Regions from separate parts of the Danio rerio genome. Here region 1 is linked to region 2. Evidence: chromatin contacts called from public Hi-C data. All regions are on one chromosome and are shown on one strand. The core of a region is the stretch at or near the end of the contact, and the rest is flanking DNA. Distances in the headings are between cores, read along the strand shown.

The links. Hi-C and Micro-C count contacts between places; a contact is called where the count stands out from the background.
Region 1: a Hi-C map of embryo shows a contact between it and region 2, with 1.7 times the contacts expected there. The contact joins the promoter of cip2a here to the enhancer-like site in region 2. A contact is called at or near these places in 3 of 18 Hi-C or Micro-C datasets (caudal fin and embryo).

The regions. Positions count from the first base shown.
Region 1 is chr24:29,175,022-29,182,214 of GRCz12tu, forward strand. cip2a (cellular inhibitor of PP2A) reads left to right here and starts at 2,327. Exons shown (of 21, transcript NM_001114421.1): 1 at 2,327-2,741; 2 at 4,555-4,702; 3 at 4,794-4,906. The coding sequence starts at 2,640.
Region 2 is chr24:29,050,188-29,056,618 of GRCz12tu, forward strand. No RefSeq gene overlaps it. Among named protein-coding and RNA genes, the nearest start is that of amer2, 19 kb to the left of the region's middle. Within about 2 kb of position 1,649, at least 15 of the 62 cell types and tissues checked have an H3K27ac peak or open chromatin away from gene starts, as enhancers often do.

The DNA of each region.
Region 1 (7,193 bases), core at 1,077-3,576, 130 kb after region 2:
CTTCGTGAGATTGGCGTGGCTCCACTCGTCCCGTCAGGTATTGAACTCACCTTGGTCAAGTACAAACAGCAACACCGAGCGAACTGACAACACTGACGCCCTATTCACACGGGGCGTCAGCGTCAACGCTTCCCATTCACTTTGAATGGGTGACGTCAGGCGTTGCCGAACTGCATTGTGGATCCGTCGGCGCCGCTTCAGGAGCGTTCCTCGCTGCAGAAGTTGGGACCAGCTCAACTTTTCAAGCGCCGACGGAAGCGTCAGCCAATCAGATCGCTGTATGCAAATACACCAGCTCAGACAGTGGCCTATTGCTGACTGAATTTCATTGGCTGACGCTTCTATGACGATCGTTTCAGCTCCAACTTCAGACACGCCTTCAGTCAAGCGTTGACGCTGAAGCCCCGTGTGAATAGGGCGTGAGAGAGAACCGACGAGCTTTATAGGAATGCAGATGCAAATGTTTACAATACGTCTCTGCTGTGAGTCTTGTTGTCATGGTGAGCGCTGAAAAGAGCACATCTCATTGGAGCACACGGGCTCGGGAATTTCCGTCACGGCGAGTTGCGGTCGGCTGTGGACAAAAACATATTAAATATATTGAATATTTTTACATTTTTGGTTCTGTGTAATATTCTGGGATGCCGTACAATATGGAGACAGATGAATATAATTAAAGACAGATGCGGGACATTAGAACAGAAAGTGAGCCCGGCTAGGACACATCGCTCTAACGCCTAGTGGTGGTAAGCTTCTTCTTATCCAAGATCGCCATCTAGCGGTCACATAACCTATAGCATGTTACTTGCTGCTAACCACCCCCCGCGGCCAAAAGGTCCAGCATTTGTCCTTTTAATTATTTTATGTAATTTAATATTATATAATATGTGTATTATACAATTAATATAATATATTTATATTCAATATATATTCCCGTCACGTCTGTATTTATAGGGCTGTTTGCTCACTTCATTCGTTTTATTCTGATCAGATTTCCGATCGCTCAAACCACTTTAGTAGGTGATCTGGGATGCATTTCAGATAAAACTGAACAGGTCTAATCATTTTTTAGACAAAATTCATATAAATAAATTAAATTATGACCTGGAGAAAATCTGACCTGCGCCTGAAACACCTTGTAGGTGCACTTTTACAGCCACGATTCTATTAAAAACATGGTTACTATAAGCATAAAGCATGTTCTAACTCTTCAAGCTTTTAGCCAAGGGGTTCGGAAGACCCCTCACTGGCAAAGGTCCAGAATTTGTCCCATACATGAGCTCATTTGTCCTATTTTGACTGCTATGCCATCATAAGTAATGAAAATAATCCATTGAGATCAGACAGAGTCCTCTGTCGGCTGTTACTTTGGTGGGACTATAATCTGATGTAAGGGTCTTCGTTCACTACTTGTTTTTAAACAGAGAAAACATTTTACAGGTAACTTTAATTCTAAATCTGGGATCTTATTTCTGAAAAAAGAGCAATAAAAAGGTGTGAAGCACCAGAAGTTGACCATATTAAATTAATTTGGAAATATTTTGGCTGTTGTTGATATCCAGGAATTTTCAAATGTACTGTTTTTTTTTTTTTTTTACCAGAGAGACTAGAAAATTCAGAAGAATTGATTATAATTGTTTTATTTTTATAATTATTATTTTGTCTAATAAATGATAGTGGGCTACATTTTATTTTACTTTAAAACTTTAACAGATTCCTATTTTTTTTCCTAATGATATATGATGTCCGAAATTTGTATTTTAAAAATTAGTCTTAATTTTTTTATTGCAATTTTTTAGGAAATATATTTAGTAAATCAAAAAGTGTGGTTGTGATGACGTCTGACTAATTAATCCAGCAAAAAAAAAAACACTAAAATGCAGTATTTAAATCTCATAGTTAACTAGAAACTGAGACGTATAACTGCACAAAAGGTCCACTTTTTGAGAAAAAAACAACCACCCCTTTCACCAGGCTGGCTACGGGCCTGCATTTATCGCGAGAGCGAGCTTGTTTATACCACGTTGACGTGCTTACGTCAGGGCTACGAGGGCGTCGCATTACGCTGGTTTACAAACCATGCTTCTAAAATGAGGGGGTTCTATTTTCCTAAGTATACAACATTTTAAATCAAATTAACATAAATTAAAGAACATAATCCCACTAATTTATTTATTAAGTTATGTTTTGCTTGATGAAACGCTTAACACTATATTTACCAGGGAAATAAATAAACATTTGTAAATGTTGACCACATCTCCCCACTTCTTCTTGGTAATAAACTCTTCCGGCGAATTCGAAGTGCTCGCGGGAGGAAGTTGCTGTTGTTATGAACTAGTGGGGAACCTTTTTTAATAAACTTAACTTTTTTTAGTTCAAACTGCCTTTAATAAAACCTAGGATATATACTTTTAGTACATAAGTCACATTAATACTTTTGTACGGGAGTTAATACGACATATCCGTTATTTTATCTCACTAACGTCGTCTTTTAACGTTACTATAGCTAGCATAGCCTACTACTGTATGGTTACCAACTCTAAGTTACTTTGAAGCAATTTAGATAGTTACCCTAATAAGTGTCATTGTTATTAAATATTTATTTTGAAGGCCGATATTGACCGTACTTGCGTGTAAAGATGGATGTATCGACCTGTTTGAAGTCTCTGCTGTTGGCCATTCGACAGTACAGAAATAACAGAAGCGCTTTAAACGCATCACAGCTGCAGAAACACATTGAAGTGAGTGAAAACCTTTTTAAAATTGTTTTACTGTGTGTAAACTTAATTTGCATTATCATTTAGTCAGCTTCCTGTTGGTTCAACCTTATGACTTGTTTAGGGGAAACACAAAAGGAAATATTAGGGAATGATTGTCAATGCACTTTCATGTCATTTACATACTAAAGAAATAAAAGGTGGCTGAAACTCATTGTTATCTCTTTTAGTGTTTTGAAAAGGACATAAGCTTTTACTTAATGTATTTTACTTGTAGTTATGATCAAAGAATGTGTTTTCAAAGGTTTAAATTAGGGCTTCATGATATTGGAAAAAAAAACTGACATTGCTATATTTTCATTCACTGCGATATACACTCCCTGGCCACTTTATTAGGTACACCTTACAAGTACCGGGTTAGACCCCCTTTTACCTTCAGAACTGCCTTAATCATTTGTGGCATAGATTCAACAAGGTCCCCCATTCCACCACATCCCTAAGGTGCTCTATTGGATTGAATACTGGTGATTGTGGAGGCCATTTGAGTACAGTGAACTCATTGTCATGTTCAAGAAACCATTCTGAGATGATTTGCGCTTTATGACGTTGCGTTATTCTGCTGGAAGTAGCCATCAAAAGATGGGTACACTGTGGTCATAAAGGGTTGGACATGGTCAGCAACAATTCTCAGGTAGGCTGTGGCATTGACACAATGTTCAATTGGTACTAATTGGCCCAAAGTGTGCCAAGAAAAGATCCCTCACTCTATTACACCACCACCACCAGCCTGAACCGCATGATACAAGGCAGAATGCTTTCATGTTGTTGCTGCCATGCGATAATTAGATATTTGATTAGAAATTTGCATTAACAAGCAGTTGAACAGGTGTACCCAATAAAGTGGCCAGTGAGTGTACATTGTGATTTGAATAACTTGTAAAAAAATGCATCATTTTTGATTGATTGGAATGATTCTCTAGGGGAGCTGATCTGCATGAAATACCATTTAAATAAACAAACAAGCAAAGTTGAGTACAACAGAGGAAATATGCATTTGTTATTTTGAAAATTATGATTTTCTTGGGAGTCAAAATGTATTCTAAAGCAGAAATTTAATACTCACCGTATAATAATAATAATAATAATAATATTAAAAAGATTCATTTTAATTGAGTAATCTTAATCTTTAAGCTACAAACATTACGTTTTTTGTGCCCAAATGGCTTAAATTTGCTTTAAATTCTTACAGTCAGGTCTTAAAAACACATGCAAGTAAAAAAAACTTTCACTCAAAGGTTAAAATATGAAATTACACCACTATGCTGTTAACTGGTCAACTATAATATTAACCACATTGTGACTGTGACTATTGTAGACTCTCACATTGCAGTATCAGTGTTAAAACGATATATGCAGCCCTAGTTTAAATGCATAAAATAAAATTTAAGGTATTTATATGTTTTGACAAATAAATATGCAAATTGTAATATAAAAGATTATAAATATAATTTCACAATAGAAATATATATAATGAAATATATAGTGTTTATTCTCCTCATTTTATTAATTGCATTGGTTTCAAGTCACTAGAATTAGTACAAATTTAAATGTTAACATATTTTAATTCACATCTATGTAATTTTTTATATATTCCACCTGATAGCAATAGGTAAAAAATCTTTATGCAAATTTTATTCTGTAACACAGAAAAAAAATTTAAGGTTTAATTGTTAAATACTTCAACCCAGTGTGGTGTAATAAAAGTTATAATATAGTTGACTAAACAAAGTTTAATGTTAAACTGATGTTTTATTGTTATTTTTGTTTCGTTCTGCAGGACATTTCTGGGCTGAAATGTGCTGGAGTGCTGTTCTCGGGTCAGGTACTGCCCAGCGAGTGTCTCAGTGGACTCATGGAAGTAGCAGGAGACATCAACACCAGTCACGCACTGACCGGGACCATTATATCCCTGCTGGCACAATTTGGTATTAAACATTTTAACATACTTATATGGCCGGTGTATAGTCTCAAACACATACTTTATCAATGCGTGTACATGTCTTAATGCCCCAACAGCTTCTGATGGTGAGACCAAAGAGGCTCTTCACAGCAGCTACAACTTCACTGGAACTCTAGCAGCTATAATTCACTGCAACAGAAGCACACCAGAAGAGCCTCTTGTGCTGCAGGTGAGAATGAAAGAGCTTTTTAAAACTTATGTTTGCATCTTGTCATTTATGCGTGTTAATGTGCAAATTTCTATATGTGGTCAGGATCGTTTATTGAAAGGTGTTTGATGTGACTTTGCTGTTTTTGGTCTACAGTTGGTTAAATTTATAAGATGCTTTTCAAATAAGTTTCTTATGCGTAACAATATTGCATTGATTTTATCTGAAATGCTGTAAAATAGTATTATATTATTTAGGGATGCTCCAGTCAGGATTTATGCAGATGAAACCGAGTAGGAATTTTTCGTCATGGTAATTGGCCAATACTGAGTACTGATTCTGATGCTTCAAGCTTTATAATGCATAAAGCCCGATTTCCTTCTAAGTGGAGATCTCTCTTTACCTAAGAGAATAAAATAAGGATGCTGCATACAAACCCACATGTCTTTTACAGCCATTTATGTGTGAACAGAAAATAGATAAAACAAATAAATAATTGGTAAAAATGATAAACAATTCAATTTGGAAACATTGCAAATGATTAAAGAAGAATTTAACATGTCTTAATGAAGAAAAACTTAGCAGTGCATATTTGATGCATAAGAAGTTAAAATGCAAACCTTTACTAAGAGGAAACAGGCCTATATACTACAGTTTATTGCAAGAAGTTATCTTAAATATTCATGTTAACAAATTATTTTTATGCTTTATGTAATATTTCCTGCAAGGCTTTAATGAACTTGCAATATTGTCAAAAAACAGAAGTTCTTATATGTAAAAACGCCTAAATACATGCAAGGTCATTCAAATATTTAGCATATCTCCAACTAATACAAACACTTGTGATCGGTTCATGAGATCGGCACGGATGGATTTGCTCTTCAGTGTTTAAACTCTGAGCAGTGAATATTAAACCAACAAAACTGACACTGTATCAATTTACTATAATCTTCTATGTGAAGCTGCTTTGACACAATATACATAGTAAAAGTGCTGTGTAGAAATAAGGATGAATTGAATTGAAATTAATTGAATCGGCCAGATCAGCGAGTACCGATCGAGTCATTAATTGTGATTATATCGGCCAATACCGATCTTCAGCTGATCGATCAAAGCATCTCTAATATTATAACATGGATGCTTATGAACTCATACAGGCTGCGTCCGAAACCGCCTACTACTCAATAAGTACTGCAATTAAATTTAAACGTACTACTCGTCCGTTAGAAAAGTACATTCTATACAGTATGAATGTGAAAAATATGAATGGAATTCGGACGTACTACATCCGCCAGTTTGACATAGTCACATGACATACCTGTGTAATATACGTCGCTTTACTCCCATTCATGAATTCGCTCGCGGGGCATCATGGGATAGCGCAGCATGCATGGGATGCTCACTCCAGAATCTCGCCAGAAGTAGTAATTCTATGAATTCGGACATACTACTCGGCTTACATACTGATTTTAGCGTACTATATAGTATGGAAGTATGCGGTTTCGGATGCAGCCATAGTGTTGTTTTAAACACGGCATGTTAGGAAGTTAATTTTAAACCTCAAATTGAATATATCCTTATTTTAATGAAGCAATATTGATTCTTAAATCCCAAAATCAATCTTTTAGTCGAGGGGTTTTAAACTGAGTGAAAATAAAAATATTTTTAAAAAGTTACAAATAATTCAAATAAATCAAGTATTAAATTGCTAAAAATAATATTTATATTAATTAGTGGTGGGGCGGTTCACAATATCTGGTCATGGTTTTTGGTTTGATTCAGTTTACAGTGTTAAAAACAAAAAAACAAAAAAAACAAAAACAGATTGTAACACTTGTGTACTATTGGGGTGTCCAAACTCGGTCCTGAAGGGCTGGTATTCTGGAGAGTTCCAACCCTAATCAAACACACCTAAGCCAGCTAATCAAGGCTATCTAGAAACATCCTTGCAGGTGTGTTGAGGCAAGTTGGAGCTAAAATCTACAGGATACTGGCCCTCCTGGACCGAGTTTGGACACCCCTAAATTAGAAACGCTATACATCAGCATAAAATACATAGCCTTATAATAAAATTTTTATATAGTATTTTAGTTATTCTCAAGTACATGTATTCTAATTTCAGCCTTAAAATTTAATCGAGTATTTTGTTGTTGATTAATGGCAATGACCACAGTGCCTTAATTTTAGATACAAACTTTAGTCTTTTGATGTTGGCTTTTAAATGAATTCTAAATTGTTATAAATGAATCATAAAATGTTAAATATACTGTTTATTATCATTGTTTATCCTAAAATGTTGATTATTAAA
Region 2 (6,431 bases), core at 399-2,898:
TCAGAGCTGTTCAGAAAAAGTCCAAATCCAATCTCCGCTCAAAACGTGCTGAGTAAATGGTTCATATATGAAAAGTTTACTTAAGGTATGTGAAATTTGGAAAGCTTTAACAAAACTTGTGTAACTTAAAAACGTTATGCCGCGGAACAGAGTCGAACACAGCAAAGCCAGGTAATTCACGCACGTTATTTATCTCAATGTATTAACTTTGTTGATAAAGGCCTAGACGTTTTAGATGTAGAAACGACGGTTTAGGATGTAATGCTAGACGTTTAGACACATGAGCGTTTGATGACAAACAAACCAAATGTATTATGAAATGAAAGGACAACAGTATAAATGCCTGTTTAGTTTAGCAGCAGTGTGTAATGGATATTTAAAAATCATGTGAACAGTCGCCAAATAAAAATCATATCATAAAAACAAAATCTAAATTTTATACCTTTTTTATACTAAATTTTATACTTAGATGTTGTAGCAATGCCTGTGCAACCTTGCATTTTTTAAAGGCAACATCGCCGCTATTGTTACAACGTAGAAATGAAAGATGTGAGAAGGCTGTAGCAACGTTGTCGTAACAATCAGCAACTGTGAGACGACGTTCTTACTACATGTATTAATGTTTGTTTCCTGGCAGTTTAACAATACTGCCTGAATACAGGATAAGCAGTAATACCTTTCCAGTACTGCTTAATATTAAATTCATTCATTTTTTCTTTTAATACAACAACTTCATGTGCAAACTTTGAAGTGTAAAAATGCCCCACAAATGTATATAATCAATCTTTTTTATTATATATTTCACAACATTAAATACATGCAGTACACATCTAATTATAAGCAAACAGTATAAAATAATGTTTAGATTATATTAATAATTAAATAATTAAACTTAAAGCGTAGGTTAAATTAAAAAGTCAGTTAAGAATGTAAAGTAAACTAACAAGAAAAGTAAACAAGAAAGCAAATTAAAACGCAGACACTTGGCATCAAAGCTCTGAAGAATAACAAATCGGGTAGCGCAGCCGAAGACCAGGTGTAGTTGTTGGTATGGAGAATGCAGTCAAAGAAAGAAAGAAATCCAACAGAGAATCCAATTCAGATATGGATCCACAGCAGCCACACGTCAAAAAAGATCAGAGCTTAACACAACAGGACCACACAAATGACCACTGATATCTCATTTAGCAAAAAGAAATAAAGCAATACTTGCGTCTCCTATCGTTGAATGAGATGCCAAAATGTGAAATTTAAACTGATTTACTGACGAGTAAATGTTGTACAGTGCTCGTCCATGCAGCCTAAGCACAACCTAAAGCAATGCCCATTTAAATGGCAACATTATGACATTATTGTGACAACCTTCAGCAACAAAGTAGATCCTTAATCTTTTTACAAGGTTGGTACAGCGTTGTAGGAAGGTCGCTACGTTGAGACAACGTTGTGTGTTTGTTGGAAAGTAATTTATGCATGCATATGTCTAAACAGACATACTGTTGTCATTTGTGCTTAATCACTATCTCTACAGAAAAAAGCCACTCAGCAGACAGCAATCAAACACAATCATGGTCCCGGACAGGACAGGACAGGGAAGCGCTTATCTGACACTGCAGCTGGATACCAGCTGGGCCCCCCGCAATGTATGTGGACCACCATGAATACACAAAAAAAAATGAAGGTGGGGCTAAATTGCACTCTTTCTACACACTAATTGTAGACCCTCCCCCCAAAAACGTCTGCCTCGCGCACAAAAGCTTGAGGTCAAGTTCACTTACAGATAAACTCCCTGAAGTTAGTCTACATGATTTGTTTGGAGCAAAGAGCACAAAAGAGCAGCTGTGAAGCCTCTGACATTAAGTGATTACCAAGCGCAAGTCTCTAACCTGTACTTTCACCAGCTAAAGCGTAATTTGCCTTCTGTCATTACCATGGACTGTAAAAGGTTCATTACCTAAAAAAAGCCAGATTAAATATTTATGATCTACGTGAAAGTCAGAAGCTCAGCACTGATGTTACTCAGAGCTCATGATCTTGTCTGTATACATCCTAAGGCTAAAACATATTCAAATAAGCATGCAAATGAGTATTCTTTGCTCACTTAGAGTATATCCACATGACACAGATATACTAAAAACAGAAACCTGCACCCTGAAACAGGTTTTAAAATGGATTTTATAGCACTAAAATGCCATTTTCTTGTATATTTATGACCAAAATGTATTTAAAAAGTATTTAAAAAAATTTATTTAAAAAATGTATTTAAAAACTGCACTGCAGTTTTACAAACAACGTCATGTAAATGCCCCTTAGTGTATGTTCCTAGCTGTGTCTGAAATCCCGCTCAGACCATAAAAGATGCTGTTGATTTTTTTCTTTCTGCTTCCATACAATATTAGAGCAGATTTTAGCTGAAACTGGGGCTCTTGGTGAATCATGTAATACAAGTCAGTGGCTACTAGTATTTAAAAAAAAACACATATACAGGTGAAACAAAAGTAATACCAGTAGCTCCTAATGATATATTGGGATCGTTCGGCTAAGAAAGTGATCATTATTTAAAACATTATTAGTACCTGTAATCTACAGCTTCTTATTCTTAGTGGTGATTTAAGAACCTTTTATTGTGTGCTATTCACCTTTTATGATTCAGCTAACTAGCTGCTAACTTAAACTTAAAATGGTTTGAAGAGCAGTCCTATTTTAACATTTAATTACATCATTTTTATGTCTATGGAGAGCTTTACTTTGGGCCTAATGCTATGCAGATTGGGGTCTAAATTCATGTGGAAAGCGAACTCCCTCTGGATCAAGCCCTAAAGAAAATGACTTGTTATTATGTGTATTCCCTAAGGACGAGTGTCACTGCATAAGTGCTTTTGAGTCAGAATCTCTCCAGCATCAATTATCCTTTTAATAGATGGGACAGTACTTGACAAGATGAGGTCCAGTTCCTCCTTCTCCCAACTAATATGAGGATACATTCAATATATCAAATTAATCATTCACCCAAATTGAAAATTTCCTGGTAATTTAAATTCCAAGATAGTTCTTCAGTGGAACATTTTAAAAAGATTTTAGTTAAAGTCCCTGCAAAGTTTTTTAGATCAGTATGTTAGACTTCCAATTCCAATAACTTTATTATCCATATTATCATATATAAACAATACAAGAAATGCACAAAACACCAGGACCACAATATACAACCCAGGGTCATTCTGAAAATGTACCTCTATATACATTTCTAGAGACTGAAAATACGTTCCAGGAGCTACCTTTTTTTGCAGTTTTTGTTTTTACGAATCGACTAGAGGCCGCTGTGATCTTAAATTTTTCTTGTGAGTGCCATTCGCGCCTGTGAATATCCACTATAGGCCGCTGTCGACTGACTGATTGATTGAATGACTGACTGACCAATCGACTGACTTACCCTCCTCCTTCCTTAAACCCAACCAATTGTATTGATTGACCCACCCACTGAATTCCCTAAACCCAACCAATAATTTTCTAAAGCAGTCCAGAAAAAGAAAAGCCTGATTTTTACCACATTTTCATATTTTCCCACATTCTCACTGTTATTTACTTGTTTATTTTATTTTTTGGCTTCTTCCCTGATTTCTGGTACCATTCTTCACCAGACTCAAACCTCGTTGTCCTGGTCAACTGCTCTCTGCATCTCAAGTCCATCGATGTACATGCCGAGATAACTGGACAAACTGGTAACAGTGGGAAAGCCATCCATACGGAAGTAGACGATCAGCTGGTAAGTGCGAAAGGGAACAGCATCATACCACCCCGTAGCATTCATTTTAAAAATGAAATGCAGACATACATAGTTCTGGCTACATAATTCGGCATCTCCAAAAACGTATATAGAGCACTGTTTTCAGAATGAGCCTATGTTGACACTATAGCACTTAATAATAAATATCAGACTTAAAACACAAATTCCTGTTTGTCCTTGTTTAAAATATTAATCGCAGTAGGAGCGAAAAAGTTACTATATGTTATTTTTCTTGCCAGTGCTGTTCTAAAACGACAGTCTGATGGAAGAACCCAGAAAAAACAACTTAATGGATGAGAAGGATCAGAAACAATAGAAACTACTTTGCTCTTTACAGTAGAATTGTATAAATCTACAAGTTGAGTCTGTGGGTATCCAGTAATGTTAGATGCCTGCTTGATTACTCTTGAAAGTTTTTTTTTTGTTTCCAGCTGAAAGAAGTTTAAACCATGAAAACTATTTTAAAGGTGATTCCACACATGACCGATACACTGTTGTTCAAATGTTTTAACAATATATCTATAAACTAGTGTGCTCCAAAATTCACGTTTAGAAGATATAAACATCCAAACTTTGCAGTTTGGCACTTCCACCTAAATCAGGGGTATCACAGTCAGTTCCATGAGGGCTGCATCCCTGCACAGTTTGATTTCAACCCTGCTCCAACACACTTGGCTGATTTAAAACAAAGTCTTTTAAGGCAAGTCATTACACTCTGCGGCCATATTTGAAACACCTCTCTGGCAGTATGTTGGGCATTCTGTTGGTAAAGTCTAGATTGGATACGCGACCGGCTTTAAGTGCGATATGCACATTAATATAGCAGCATTTTTTTAATGACACTGTATAACAATATTTTTACAATACTGTGACGGTTGGGTTTAGGGTTGCGGTGAGGGTAGGCTGTAAAAAAATAAAATTTATTTCGTAATTTAATAGATAGCATAAAAAATACTCGGTACAACCACTGTTTTTACATAACTGGTGATGTTTGGGGTGGGGGTAGACGTTAATAAAATACAATAAATGGGAAATTTAATAAATACTATAAATAATTCTCGTTAACTTCCAGCCACAACCATATCCGATCTAACAACAACCCATTCTGTTTGAATGGGGAAACATCAAAATCTCCAAAATTGCTTGCCAAGCTTAAATTTCATATTAGGAATCATCTGCGAAATCGTTCTACAAAATCTGCAGAAACAAACATCTGGTCCTCCCCCCTTCCCCCCCGCCGTATCGTCAGTCTACATCGATCGATGATTGACTTCTGTACTAGAAGGCGGGCTTTATTCACCATATATCGATGGATGATTGGCTCCTGTACTATTAGGCAGAATCTTATTCCCCATTGGGTCGTTACATTTTTTCCTATTTAAAAAGATACAAGACAAGTGACATGTCTTGTGTTTTCTGTAGTCTTTGTTTATATTCTTCTGGTCCGGCGCAGCCTTCGGATGACGCCGATGCTGACAGGCATGTTTCACAAAATGTAACTACTCAATTCTTCTGACCAATCAAATGCTCTAGTATCTGTGCTTTTTTTTAAAAGGGGAGGAGCTACTCTACCCCCCCCCCCCCCCCCACCCCTTCGTCCACATCTTTTAGTCGAAATTACATCACACGTAGACTTAGTCATGATATGGAATTTTTGTTGTGCGATATATTGAAAATGGTCGTGATATAATAAAATGCTCGTGCCCAACTGAGTCTGGTTCCCTCAAGGTTTTTTTTCTTCACTCCCATCAGGTGAAGTTTTTTTTCCCTCTCCGCTGTCGCCACTGCCTCGCATGGTTCAGGATTGGTAGAGCTACGCATCGATGAATTGGCTCTTCAGTGTTTGAACTCTCAGTAATGATTAAATCACACTGAACTGAGCTAAACTGAACTGAACTGAACTTAAACACTAAAACCTGAACCACACTGTTCCAGTTACTATGATCATTTATGTGAAGTTGCTTTGACACAATCTACATTGCAAAAGCGCTATACAAATAAAGCTGAATTGAATTGAATTGAAACGAAAATTGTTGCAATAAGCAACATATTGACATTTTGAGATCATTTTAAGCCACGGATTATTTAATGCTTATGTGTATAACAGCATGAAATCAATTAATCTTTATTTCATTATAATATAATAATGCAAATAGCCATGAATACTTTAAAATACTTAACATTCTTAAGGTTTTTTATATTCTATAATTTGACGTTAATAAGGTAAATGTCCTATTATGTATATTACTAAATGCCCTATTAGGCAAATATCCAATTTGAAACTTTTGACACCGGTGAGGTAGATTGTAAAAGTCACAGTAAAATGGCAATTCACAGAGTTACTGGTGAATTTGTAAATATATAGTGCAACCTGAAAAAATATTGAGGTCATCTCCAAGTATTGCACGTTAAGTTGATATATTGATTATTGTGACAAGCCTAGTTATACGTCAAATAAAAATACACATTTCTAAGCACATCATGCTGAAATTGTGGTTTTGGTGATTCAGAATATGCAAGTAAACGGATACCAGAACTTTGAGTCAAAATATTGTTACAATTTTTATGTATTAGGAAACTCGAAGTTCATACTGTGATGTCTCTGCACTGTTCGAGGTCAAATGTTGTACATATTCCTAATTTCGTGAAA